Linked DNA regions of Mus musculus: region 1 is linked to region 2. The links are chromatin contacts, called in public Hi-C maps. All regions are on one chromosome and are shown on one strand. The core of a region is the stretch at or near the end of the contact, and the rest is flanking DNA. Distances in the headings are between cores, read along the strand shown.

Evidence for each region. A called contact is a pair of places that touch in the nucleus more often than the background predicts.
Region 1: a contact with region 2 is called in a Hi-C map of bone marrow-derived macrophages, with 33 read pairs. The contact joins two enhancer-like sites. A contact is called at or near these places in 1 of 15 datasets of contacts at CTCF or cohesin (CD8 T cells), 9 of 484 Hi-C or Micro-C datasets (the 63-12 cell line, CD8 central memory T cells, bone marrow-derived macrophages and 4 more), 9 of 115 datasets of contacts at active chromatin or transcription factors (the 230-238 cell line, the HPC-7 cell line, acute myeloid leukemia and 5 more) and 3 of 9 other capture datasets (adipose tissue, liver and pancreatic islet).

What each region holds. Positions count from the first base shown.
Region 1 is chr7:101,210,860-101,216,489 of GRCm38.p6, reverse strand. All of the region lies in intron 8 of Fchsd2 (FCH and double SH3 domains 2), which reads right to left. Among named protein-coding and RNA genes, the nearest start is that of Gm50587, 45 kb to the left of the region's middle. Within about 2 kb of position 2,764, at least 48 of the 459 cell types and tissues checked have an H3K27ac peak or open chromatin away from gene starts, as enhancers often do. A contact at or near this core is called in CD8 T cells, bone marrow-derived macrophages and regulatory T cells, where this site is marked.
Region 2 is chr7:101,086,074-101,091,322 of GRCm38.p6, reverse strand. No RefSeq gene overlaps it. Among named protein-coding and RNA genes, the nearest start is that of Fchsd2, 20 kb to the left of the region's middle. Within about 2 kb of position 2,467, at least 50 of the 459 cell types and tissues checked have an H3K27ac peak or open chromatin away from gene starts, as enhancers often do. A contact at or near this core is called in CD8 T cells, bone marrow-derived macrophages and regulatory T cells, where this site is marked.

The DNA of each region.
Region 1 (5,630 bases), core at 1,515-4,014, 120 kb before region 2:
TGTGTATATGAATGTTTTGTTGAGCCTAAAAGATTCTCCTTCAGTATTATGCTTAAGATTCAATTTTCTGATCAGTAAAATGAAAATATTACCTACCTCACAGGGCTTTATGAAGACCAGAGATCAATCGAGCTCGCTCGCTCACACGCTCTCTCTCTCTCTCTCTCTCTGTGTGTGAGTGTGTGTGTGTGTGTGTGAAGACAAGGTCTCCAGGCAGCTCAACTCTTGAGTTTCCTGACTCCACTTCCCAAATGCACCAACATACACAGCTTCAAATTCTTATTTTTTGGACCCCCCCCATTTTGTCTTTTCATTTTCTTCATAGCTGTAAATTTAGCAACACCTCTCCCCCTCATTTGAGTATGGTTCTGGTGATATTTAAGAGAGCACTGCCTATGGCCATATGGACTTACACTTTGCTCCCTAAGAGTTTTGCAGTTTTAGCATTGACCTTTAAGTCTCTAGTTCATTTTAAATTAATTTCTATACATGGCAGCAATGGTTTAATAATTTTCTGTGCACGTGGATATTCAGCTGTGACCAGTACCACCTGCTCAAAGACATTCTTTCTTCCTCTGAATGGCTTTAGTATTTTGTCAAAAATCTACTAACCATCAACTACTCTTTTGCATTTCTCTTTTTAAAATCATATTTGTATTTTTTATTCTTAGGTGCTTTTATTTTTCATATTAACTTCTACGTTATCATGTGACTAGTGACTTGTCAGATATTCAGAAGTGGTAGTTGTGGCAGAAACTGTTCTTCCTTCCCTCCTGGGTATATGATAAGACTGCAATTCCTAGACTCTTCTGCTATTGCTAGGTATGGCCATGTCACTAAGCTTTCTTTTTATAACTTGAGTGGAGTAATTAATGCATGCGACTTTGTAGACTAGATCTCAGGAAAATAGGTGTGTCTACTCCATGATCTCATTCTCTTACTCACTGGCTATAATCCAAATAAGTGAGTCCTTAATGTTGGTCAGGCCAATGATGAGAGTTAAACAATGGAGCTGTCCTGGTACCTTCATCCTTGGATAACTTCAGAAAGTAGAACCTATTTATTAACCCTAAACTACTGTATGAGAAGTATTATCTTGTAGGAACCATCATAATTTGGAGTCTCTCTAGTTTAGTCATTTAGTCTTTATCCCAACTAATATAAACTTAGTATGTTTCAGTAGAATACTGCTGTAACAGAAGACTAACAGAAGTGGTATCTGCTGAGTGGTAGTGTAGAAAGCAGCAAGGAGATGTGCTGCAAGACTGGGAAGCAGGCCAGGATTATAAACCTTGTGTTTTAGGGCAGCATCTCTAACCCTCCTGTCTGCTAGGACCCTCACCTAGATGTAAAGCACAAGACTTAATGTAAAGCATTTAGCTCAATTGTCACGTATTGTTACTGTCATGCATTTTTAAAAACTGAGTTTGTTGTGGCTAAGAGATGGCTCAAAGGTTGAGTGCTTGCTGCTCTTGCAGAGGACCAGAGTTAGGTTCCCAGCACCTCCATCAGGCAGGCAATTCACAAGTCTGTGACTCTAATTCCCAGAGGATCTGATTCCCTCTAGCCTTCGTGGGCACCTACATGTACATGGTGCACATAAATTCATATAGGTGTGCGTGTGCGTGTGTGTACTTGAGGGAGGGTGTTAAAATTTGGAATTGTTAAATCTATTACTATTTTTCCATGTATCACTTGTCTTTGCTTTAAAATCACACTCTAACACTCACTAAGCTTGGATAAATATTCACTCATATTTTTGTCTATTTTTCACAAATATACTATCAAATATAGGCTGGTATGCTGTAAAAAGCCCTTTTATTTTTTACATTTTTTATTGGTTATTTTATGTATTGACATTTCAAATGTTATCCTCCTTCCCAGTTTCTCCACCACAAACCCCTATCCTCTCCCCCATCCCCCTGCCTTTATGAGGGAGCTCCTCCATCTGCCCACCCACTCCTGCCTCATTGCCCTAGCATTCCCCTACCCTGGGTCATTGAGCCTCCACTGGACAAAGGGGCTCCCCTCCCAGTGATGCCCGATAAGGCAGTCCTCTTCTACATATCCAGCTGGAGCCATGGGTCCCTGGTGTGTACTCTTTGGTTAAAAAGCACTTTTTAAGAGTCTAAACATTCTATCTTTCATAATCTTTCACTTTTCCACTGACTTGAAGTCTATTTTCAGTCTTATAAATTCTAAATATCTAGCTGCAATTAATCATGGCTTAAGAGGAAATGAGGCAAACCCAGTATAGCAGATAAAATTCCCTTTTCCGTGCAGCTGATGGAAAAAAAATCCTAGCTGACAAAAATCACACACACACACACACACACAAAAACCCCATATGCTTCCTTCACTTAAAAAACAAACTTCTGAATTTACACTCTCAACAGGTACAGTTTAGAAGAGTTCTATTCGGGGTAAGAACAACAACAAAAAAAACCTCCCCAGTTTCCTGGTACATTTGCATATTTTACCAAAGGCTAGGAGGAGGAAGAGCACCAAAAGTGTCCTCTGGAAACTCCCCATGAACCACAACTGTATTGGTCCTGCTTGGTCACTCAAGACAAAGCAAACACTCTCTATTTTAGTGCTAGAAAGATAAATAAGGTCTCTAAGGGGAAAGCTAATATTAGTTTTCACTGGTTCAGAGTAGAAACTATTGTAATCTTGTTCTCTTTTTCTTAAGATTTATTTATGTTATTTTATATGTATGAATGTTTTGCTCACATGTATGTCTATGCACCACTCATATGCCTGGTGCCTGTGAGATCAGAAGGAGGTGTCAGATCCTCTGTGAGTTACAGATGGTTGTGAGGTACCATGTGGGTGTTGGGAATTGAACCCTGGTTCTCTGTAAGAACAAAGCTCTTACCTGCTGATCTATTTCTGTCGCCCTCTCTTGTTCCTTACTTATACCCTCATCTTTACTTTGAAGTGATAAATTAACTAAGAAATGTAAGAAGTTACTTCTGAGACACTGAGTTTCATTAGTAAGATGATGAAAGGTAAAAAGAAAAATGTGTATCTGAAGAACCCCTCTACTGCAATTTATGCACAGGGTATTGCTAGCCACAGTTCTGCAGATGGGTAAAGAAGATCTCACCAGTTCACAAGCAGAGTGAAATGATCAGTGTACTTTGGAGGAGGGCTCCTGTAGCAAAACAATGCATACATACATAGTTATTTGAATTCAGAATTTTGAAACAAGGTCTCATATGGTAACACATGCTGGCCTTGAAACCAAAGTGATTCTTGTCTTAGTCACCCTGAACATCCATGTGCTTATATTGCAAGGTTGAACTGATACACCTGGCATGACTTCTTCCTATGGTCAAGAGTTCACCTTATCTAAAGCCTTAGATGTCTCGATGTAAACACAACTACTCTTCTACTTGTTTTACATGAAATTTCAAAACTTGTGTTACTAAAAGTGGAAAGGGCAAGAGGAACTTATGTATTGGTGTCTCAATAGAAGTTGAAACAAAGAAGGTACTAGATAGTAAGAAAATTAATGTGCTAGAAGACACAAGATAGTTCTCGGTCAGAAAGGCTATTAGGAAGGAAATTCTTTGAGACATGATGCAGAGAAGACCTAACATGCCCAGAAACTAGGGCAGCAAGCAAACCCCAGATCTTAGTGTTCCACATACTTCTCAATTCCATTAATAGCTTGTGTTAAGATCTCTAATCTCAAATTCAATTTTATTTTAAGACAGGGTCTCTCTATTTAACCCTTGGCTGTCCTAGAACTCACTATATTGGCCAGGCTAGCCGGGAACTCATAGAAATCAGCCTGCCTCTGCCTTCCACTATAGAGTGCTGGGATTAAAGCTGCACAACACCATGCCCAGCTCAAATTAAAATTTTAAAGCATCTGAACTTGGAAAGCTAACTCCTCTCAATAACATCAGCTTTGAGCTTATGTGATACTAAATCTTCTTGTAACTGAGTAAAACGCCTCATTTATAGCTATATGAAAGATAATATGCTATAATAACAAAGCCAGCATGGTACTGGCACAAAACAGACATAAAGCAATAGAACAGAATGGAGGACCCAGAAATAAACCCACACATTAATAAGCACCCATCTTAGACAAATCATCATAAATACTCATTGGAAATGAAGGAATTTAACAAATGGTCCTTTGAAAACTAGGTGTCCACATATAAGAGCGAAACTAGATCCTTAATCTGACCAAAAATCAATTCAAAATGGAGCCAAATATGGAACCAGACTAAAAAGCTGAATGAATAAAAAGATGCTATAAAAATGAATACTTACATGAACAATGGGATTTTATTAAGCTGTAAAGAAGAATGTAATGATGACTTTTGCATGAAAATGGATGGAACCAGAGATTATGTTAAGTAAAATAAACCAGACTCAGAATAACAAACACTGCATTTTTCATCTGTAGAATCTAGATTAAATTTACATGGGCACAACATGCACCTCTGACCCCACACACACATGACATAAATGTAGAAAGAGAATTATAAAAGAAGAGGAAAGGATCTAAACTGGAAGAGGTTGGTGAAGGGCAAATAACTAAGTATAACAGTGAGTATGAGTCTGAGTGTGTGAAAATGTCACTGTGAAAATTATCATGCCATATACTATAAGAATAAAATAATGCTACCATATCACTAAATAAATTTCATCCAAATTAACTTACTAAACTTGAAACAAAAATATGTCTCACTTAAAATTTTAACTAAAGGGGCTGGAGAGATGGCTCAGTGGTTAAGAGCACTAACTGCTCTTCCGAAGGTCCTGAGTTCAAATCCCAGCAACCACATGATGGCTCACAACCATCCGTAACAAGATCTGACAGCCTCTTCTGGAGTGTCTGAAGGCAGCTACAGTGTACTTACATATAATAAATAAATAAATCTTAAAAAAATTTTTTTTAACTAAACATAAAATTCACTTATTATATCTGGTCCTTAAGTGAAACCTGTTTGCCATGTCCCTTTTTTTTTAAAAGTTACAACTCTCAGTACTATAGCATCCATTTTGTAGGCTACTCAAAAGTTCTCTCAGCCTTGATAAAGTTGGTGGTAGATATGGAAGATCAGCACAGAGTACGCAATAATGAAGAAACTTGAGGGGTTGAAATATACTCCGATAAAATGCAGATAGAAAAAGCTTTGGTAAGATTTCTGAAGCTGCAGAAGGCTAACCAGAAATCTGAGAATGAATGAACTGGCTGGGCAGGACATCCATATCTGTCATTCATCATTCTTGCCCACCTCTGATTTAAAGTACTTTTGAGTTGGTTTCACCATGGAATAAGCAGATACATGGTGACCTGGGAATGGGAAGACACCATGCCTGTGAATTGTGCCTTACTCACACCTAATTCTTTCCATCATCAATACTACAATGTCAGAGACTAGACTTTCATGTGCATTTTTAAAATATGATCTTTGTCTTTCCTTTTTTTTTTTTTTTTGCTTACTCTATAGGCCTAGTGAACGCAGGTGTTTCCAGCTAATTCTGTGGTCTTGTCTGGGTGCTGTTTTAAATATAGGAAGTATGTGTAGTTGAGAAATAAACACTTCTGAGAAATGAACCAAGTGATTTGAAGGTAATAATTCCAGGTCTCTCTTTACTCAAAC
Region 2 (5,249 bases), core at 1,218-3,717:
CCTAATTGGATGGACCAGCTAGAGATCCTGTCAAAATATAATACATGTGCCCGTGTACACACACACAGACACACACACACACAGACACACACACACATACAGAGAGAGAGAGACAGAGACAGAGACAGAGATACAGCTTTGCCCCCTCTAGATCTTTTTATTGGACTAATGCTAGAGGCATACAGTATTTAATTTCTGAAATCCAACAGGCTCTTGACTTTGGACATCATCTGAGGAGAGAGAGAGAGATTCGTAAAGAACCCTACAGAGACAGTTATGGTGGTTCATGCTTAGATATCCAGTACTCTCCAGGTTGTGCCTGTAAGAGGCTACAAGATTTCCACGAGCTCAGAGTCAGCCTGAGCTACATAATGAGTTCTAAACTAGTTTTGACTACAGAGTAAGACCCTGTCAAAAGAATTAAGTGGCATCTCCCAACACTTAGCTTATCTCTGTGAGTTCCAGACGGACCTGGTCTACATAGTGAGTTTCAAGATAGCCAAGACTACATAGTAAGACCCTGTCTCAGAAAATAAAACAAAATAAGATAAAAGCCTACAGAGGTAAGTATGATAAGTGAGATTTCTTGGGGAAGCAGACGAGACCTGTGCCTGGGATCTTGAAACATTGTTAAGTCACCAAGTGGAGAAGTGGGGGAGGGGCAAGGAATAGCCCAACTTGCCAATTAGTGCAATCCATTCTGATGCAGGAGGCCTGATTTCAACACAATTCTTTGCCTTTCCTCAAGTTTTATCAGCTAACAACCCTCCTGGGGGAATTCTATCTATGTAGAATCTATAGTCGGCCCTAGAGCTATCTGGCTTTCTCTCTCCCCACCCGATAGAGAACAACTGCATAGAGAGATAGTGACTATCCAGTGTGGACTGCCGCACTAGTGTGGAGCTCAGAAAACAGCTTTGTGGAGTCGGTTCTGTTCTTCCACTTTCTTGTGGGTCCAGGGGATTGAACTTGGGTCCTCAGTTTTATACAGCAAGTGCCTTTTACTGACTAAGCCATCATGCCAGCCCCATGGAGGCCTTTCTGTAGGCAATGACCATGACCTAAGATAGAACATCTCCTTTCAACTACATCAAATAACTCATTTATTGGCCATGTTGGGGATCAAGTGCTAGGGCTTTCACATGCTAGGCAAGTGTCCTACCACTGAATCACTTTTAACACTCTATTGTTTTGTTCTGCCTTACAATGTTGCTTTTGGATTGTGGCTTAAACCCAGGAACTCTCAAACATACCAGGAAAGTTCCCTACCACAGGGTTTCGTCCCCAGACCAGCTCTCCACTTTTTAAAATTAATTGATTTATTAATTATGTTTTGAGACAGAGACTTACTATTTAGTCCTGGTGGGCCTGGCGATCACAATGTAAACCATTCTGTCCCCAAACTTATAGAGATCTGCCTGCCTCTGTCTCCTTAGGACTGGAACTCAAGGTGTGAGCCACCGCACCCAGCTTTATTTATTTATTTATTTTTTATTTTTTTGAAACGGGGTCTTGCTCTATAACACTGGCTGACCTGCTACCTGCTATGTAGTCCAGGGTAACCCCAAACTCACCACACTCCGGCTTCCTCAGCCTCCCCAGGGCTGCGATTATAGATGTACACTACCATGCCTGGCTCATTTCTCCAATCTAAAAGTCATGAAACTGTAACTACCCCAAAGCCAATGCCTTCCTTGCTCAAGGTCACATAGTGAATTAAGAGAGTGGTTGTTCGCCCCTAGCATCTGGAGCCAGAGGTAAAATTGATATCATTTGTAGAACTAGGCTGGGGCAGGGGTGTTGCTGGAGAGGGATCAAAAAGCTAAGAACGTAGAGCAGGATGCAATCAGGAGGGTGTGGCCTTCTCCCACACCACGAAGCAGAAGAGACAGGAACTCCCAGCAGAGTGGGTGCCAGCTCATTGTTTCAGGATGGCAAGAATTGATGAAGGCACAGTGTCATGGCAGCTGACCCTGGGCTAGAATGCAAAGCTTCTCTCTCCCATTGGGGTCCTATCTACTCATCTCTACTCACTAATGTGACCCCTGGGTGGGATATCTTTCCAGTGCCTTGGAGACTCAGGGTTCCTCTGGTCTCTGTTGTTAGAAGTTTCCAATTGATAAGCTAGGCAGTCAGACTGGACTCAAAGCCCAGGTCTCCAGGCGCCATACAGAAGAGAGGCACCTGGGGAGCGGGTAGAGAGGGTCTTGGACAGGTCTTTGGATATTAGTTTTCTCATCTTTCCCGAGGAAGACCTGGAGTCAGCAGTCTATGAGGTCTGGCCCCCTTTGCTGTGCAAGGGTAGGGAGGTGGGGCTGAGCTCCTGGTGGGCTGGTGGGTGGGAGGCAGAGGAAGTGGCAGGAGCCACCCTAGGCTGCCCATGTCTGTCTGGGCTGACCCATTACAGGCAGGGAAATCACAGACTCAGCGCTCAGACATCTGGGAGGCTCTGGGCAGCCTGGGTATTTTTAGAAGGCCAGACATGCCCAGAATCCTGGGCGTTGCTGAGCCAGAAAATCAAGGAGAACAGCAGAGAGCAAACCAAAAGCAGTGGCCTGAGCCCTGAGATCAGCTGGCCCGGCTTTTCCCAAGATCCCTGCTAGGCCTACTGTATGCACTTGTCCCTTTGATTGTCACTGGATCCTGCTTCCTTTTGCGTATTCAGGTGCAGACCTATGGCACAGTCCAGACCTGCTTAGAGTCCTTGCCCTCCACCAATTTACTTAGGCAGCTATTTGGTACCTTTTCTGGTTCAGATGAACTTCTGGACCCCAGGGACATATAAATGACAGGAGCGATCTTCCCATTGTTTGTGGGTAATGAAAATGCCAGTGTCCTGAGATCACTGTGGGAGAGAAGGAAGTTGGATCTGGAGGAACTCTCAGGACTTCCACAAGAATCAGATAATAATCTAGAGAGGAAAATGCCAACTTCCAGCTGTGGGGCTAACACTGTGGAGTGATTACCAGTCCTTTTCAGACCCAGGCCTTTTCCTCTTATATTGTTTCTGAAACAGGACATTTCAGAGGTGGGGTAGCCAGGTGTGGTGGTACTTGCCTGTAATCCAAGCACCCAGGAGGCTGAAGCAGGAACATAAAGTCTGAGGCCAGCCCAGCCTGAGCTAGAGTTAGTTGAAAGTAAACCTAAGCAATGTAATGAGGCCCTGTCTCAAAAAGGCATCAAGAGAAGGGGGAAGGGCGCAAACAGTGCAATAAAGGGTAACGCAACCCCTTCCCACACTTATCTACCAGAAAACATGCCTAGCTTGCAATGGTAACCGGAAAGAATGGTTGTCCCTGCACCCTTCCCCTAATTTTATCTCCACAAACTTCTCCAGGTAAGTCCACTCCATCACATTGCAGACAAGAACCCAAGTCCTGCAAGGGGCTTCTCTAGCCCAGGTGGACTCTGAGCTATCTGGATCTGCATGTCCTTGTGTGATAGAAAGCACAGGAAGGATACTGCCAGGCTTGTGTTTCAAAGGGAGAGGACTGGGGTGGTGGGTGAGCACAGGGCAGGGGTGCATCCTCCCACCCCACCCTTGCCACAGTTCTGTAGCACAACTGCGTCTTCAGTTTAGACCTGGAATGCCCCTGGGTCTCTTCTCTGTAGCTTTCTACCTAGGATTTTTTCCAGTGTCTCACTAGCTAAAGTTCTCTGCCTTATTTGTGATATCTGTGACTTTTCTACCTAAATTATTAAATTTGCTACTTGTACTATAATGATGACCTAAGCAAATTAATAAAACATTCTGGCTAAATGCAGAGTGTCTCACCAAGAGGGTTCTTCTTTGTCAACACCCATGGCCAGCCTTATCAGCAAGCTGGGGCCATCTCCTAAGGTGACTGCCTGGCAGCATCTTATATGGAAACTTATCAAGTTTGAGACTTCCTGCTCTAGCCAAAGGGATTGCTTCTTCCCTGCGAGGTGCTGCTATGAGGTCTGTTCCCAAGTCACTGAGCAACCTTTGAGTCTCTCAGTCTGGGTCTGAGATTCTTCACTGTAAAATAGAAAATGGAGCTAGGCAAAACCTACAGCCCCTTCTGGTTCCAACACACTAGGATTTCACATTGCAATGGAGTCATTTTTCCATATTCTCCTTGGGTCCCCTGGCTGACCTGGGTACCGTCGTGGGGAACTAAAGGCAGAAAAGTGGTGTTTCTAGGAGGCCGGGTGTCTGCCAGGTATGAAGGGAACAGCTCAGAGAAGGTTAGGATCATCAGGAAGAAAGCCATGAGCTGGACATTGTGAGTAGAGACCCAGCCCCAGCTGTTCAGGATCACTTCCAGGGGTGGAGCATCCTGAGCTCCTGGAAAGACAGAGCCCAGCGTAGCCCTCTGAAGTATACTGATGAAACACTCAACACCAACTCAACCCTGGCAAGGACTCAAAGCCACTCTCCCCATCTCCATCCTGGTTAACACAGGTTGCTCTCGGCTCAGGAGACTGGCAGTGCCAGGACTACCTCCTTCCCAGTATCCTCATTCCCTCCATCCTTCACTCCCACCCTGGGGCCCACCCAATGCCCAAAGGTGGTCTAGACTTCAAATTAAGAGTCTGTTGAGAAGCCCTCCCAGTTCTCCCATCCTAAGCAGGGTGAGGCCCTTTACTCAATTGACTGACTTTCTTTCTTTCTTTCTTTCTTTCTCTCTCTCTCTCTCTCTCTCTCTCTCTCTCTCTCTCTCTCTCTCTCCCCTCCCTCCCTCCCTTCCTTCCTTTCTCTTTCTCTCTCTCTTTCTTTCTTTCTTATTGGTTATTTATTTGCATTTCAAATATTATCGCCCTTCCTGGTTTCCCCTCTACAACCCCCCTATCCCATCCTCCCTCCTCTCTGCTTCTATGAGGGTGCTCCCCCACCCACCCTCTTTTCCATGAGCTTGGTCTGTCCTTCCACTGAGCCACTGTCACTGTTTCACAGCCACCTACTCTTTCTCTGGATTCCTTAATACTCTTGCTAGAGTGTGCAGAGAGGATACCCTTGGACTTTAATTGAACAAATGCTTAAAGTCAACCCTGTTCTGAGCACAGCCTGGACTCAGGTTCGCTAGCATTAACTCTGGCCCTCAGGCCTTTTTCATCTGATCTGCTGGAGAAGAAATGTGCTGTTTGCCTTTGGGGTTGGGTATGGAGTTCTATTAACTCTCTCTTTTCTCTGAGAACGTTTGAAGCTCTGTTGCTTGGCCAGGGAATTTCAAGCCTGGAAGAGCACCGGAGATAGGAGGAAGTTTCTCTCTTCCCAGAGCTTCCAG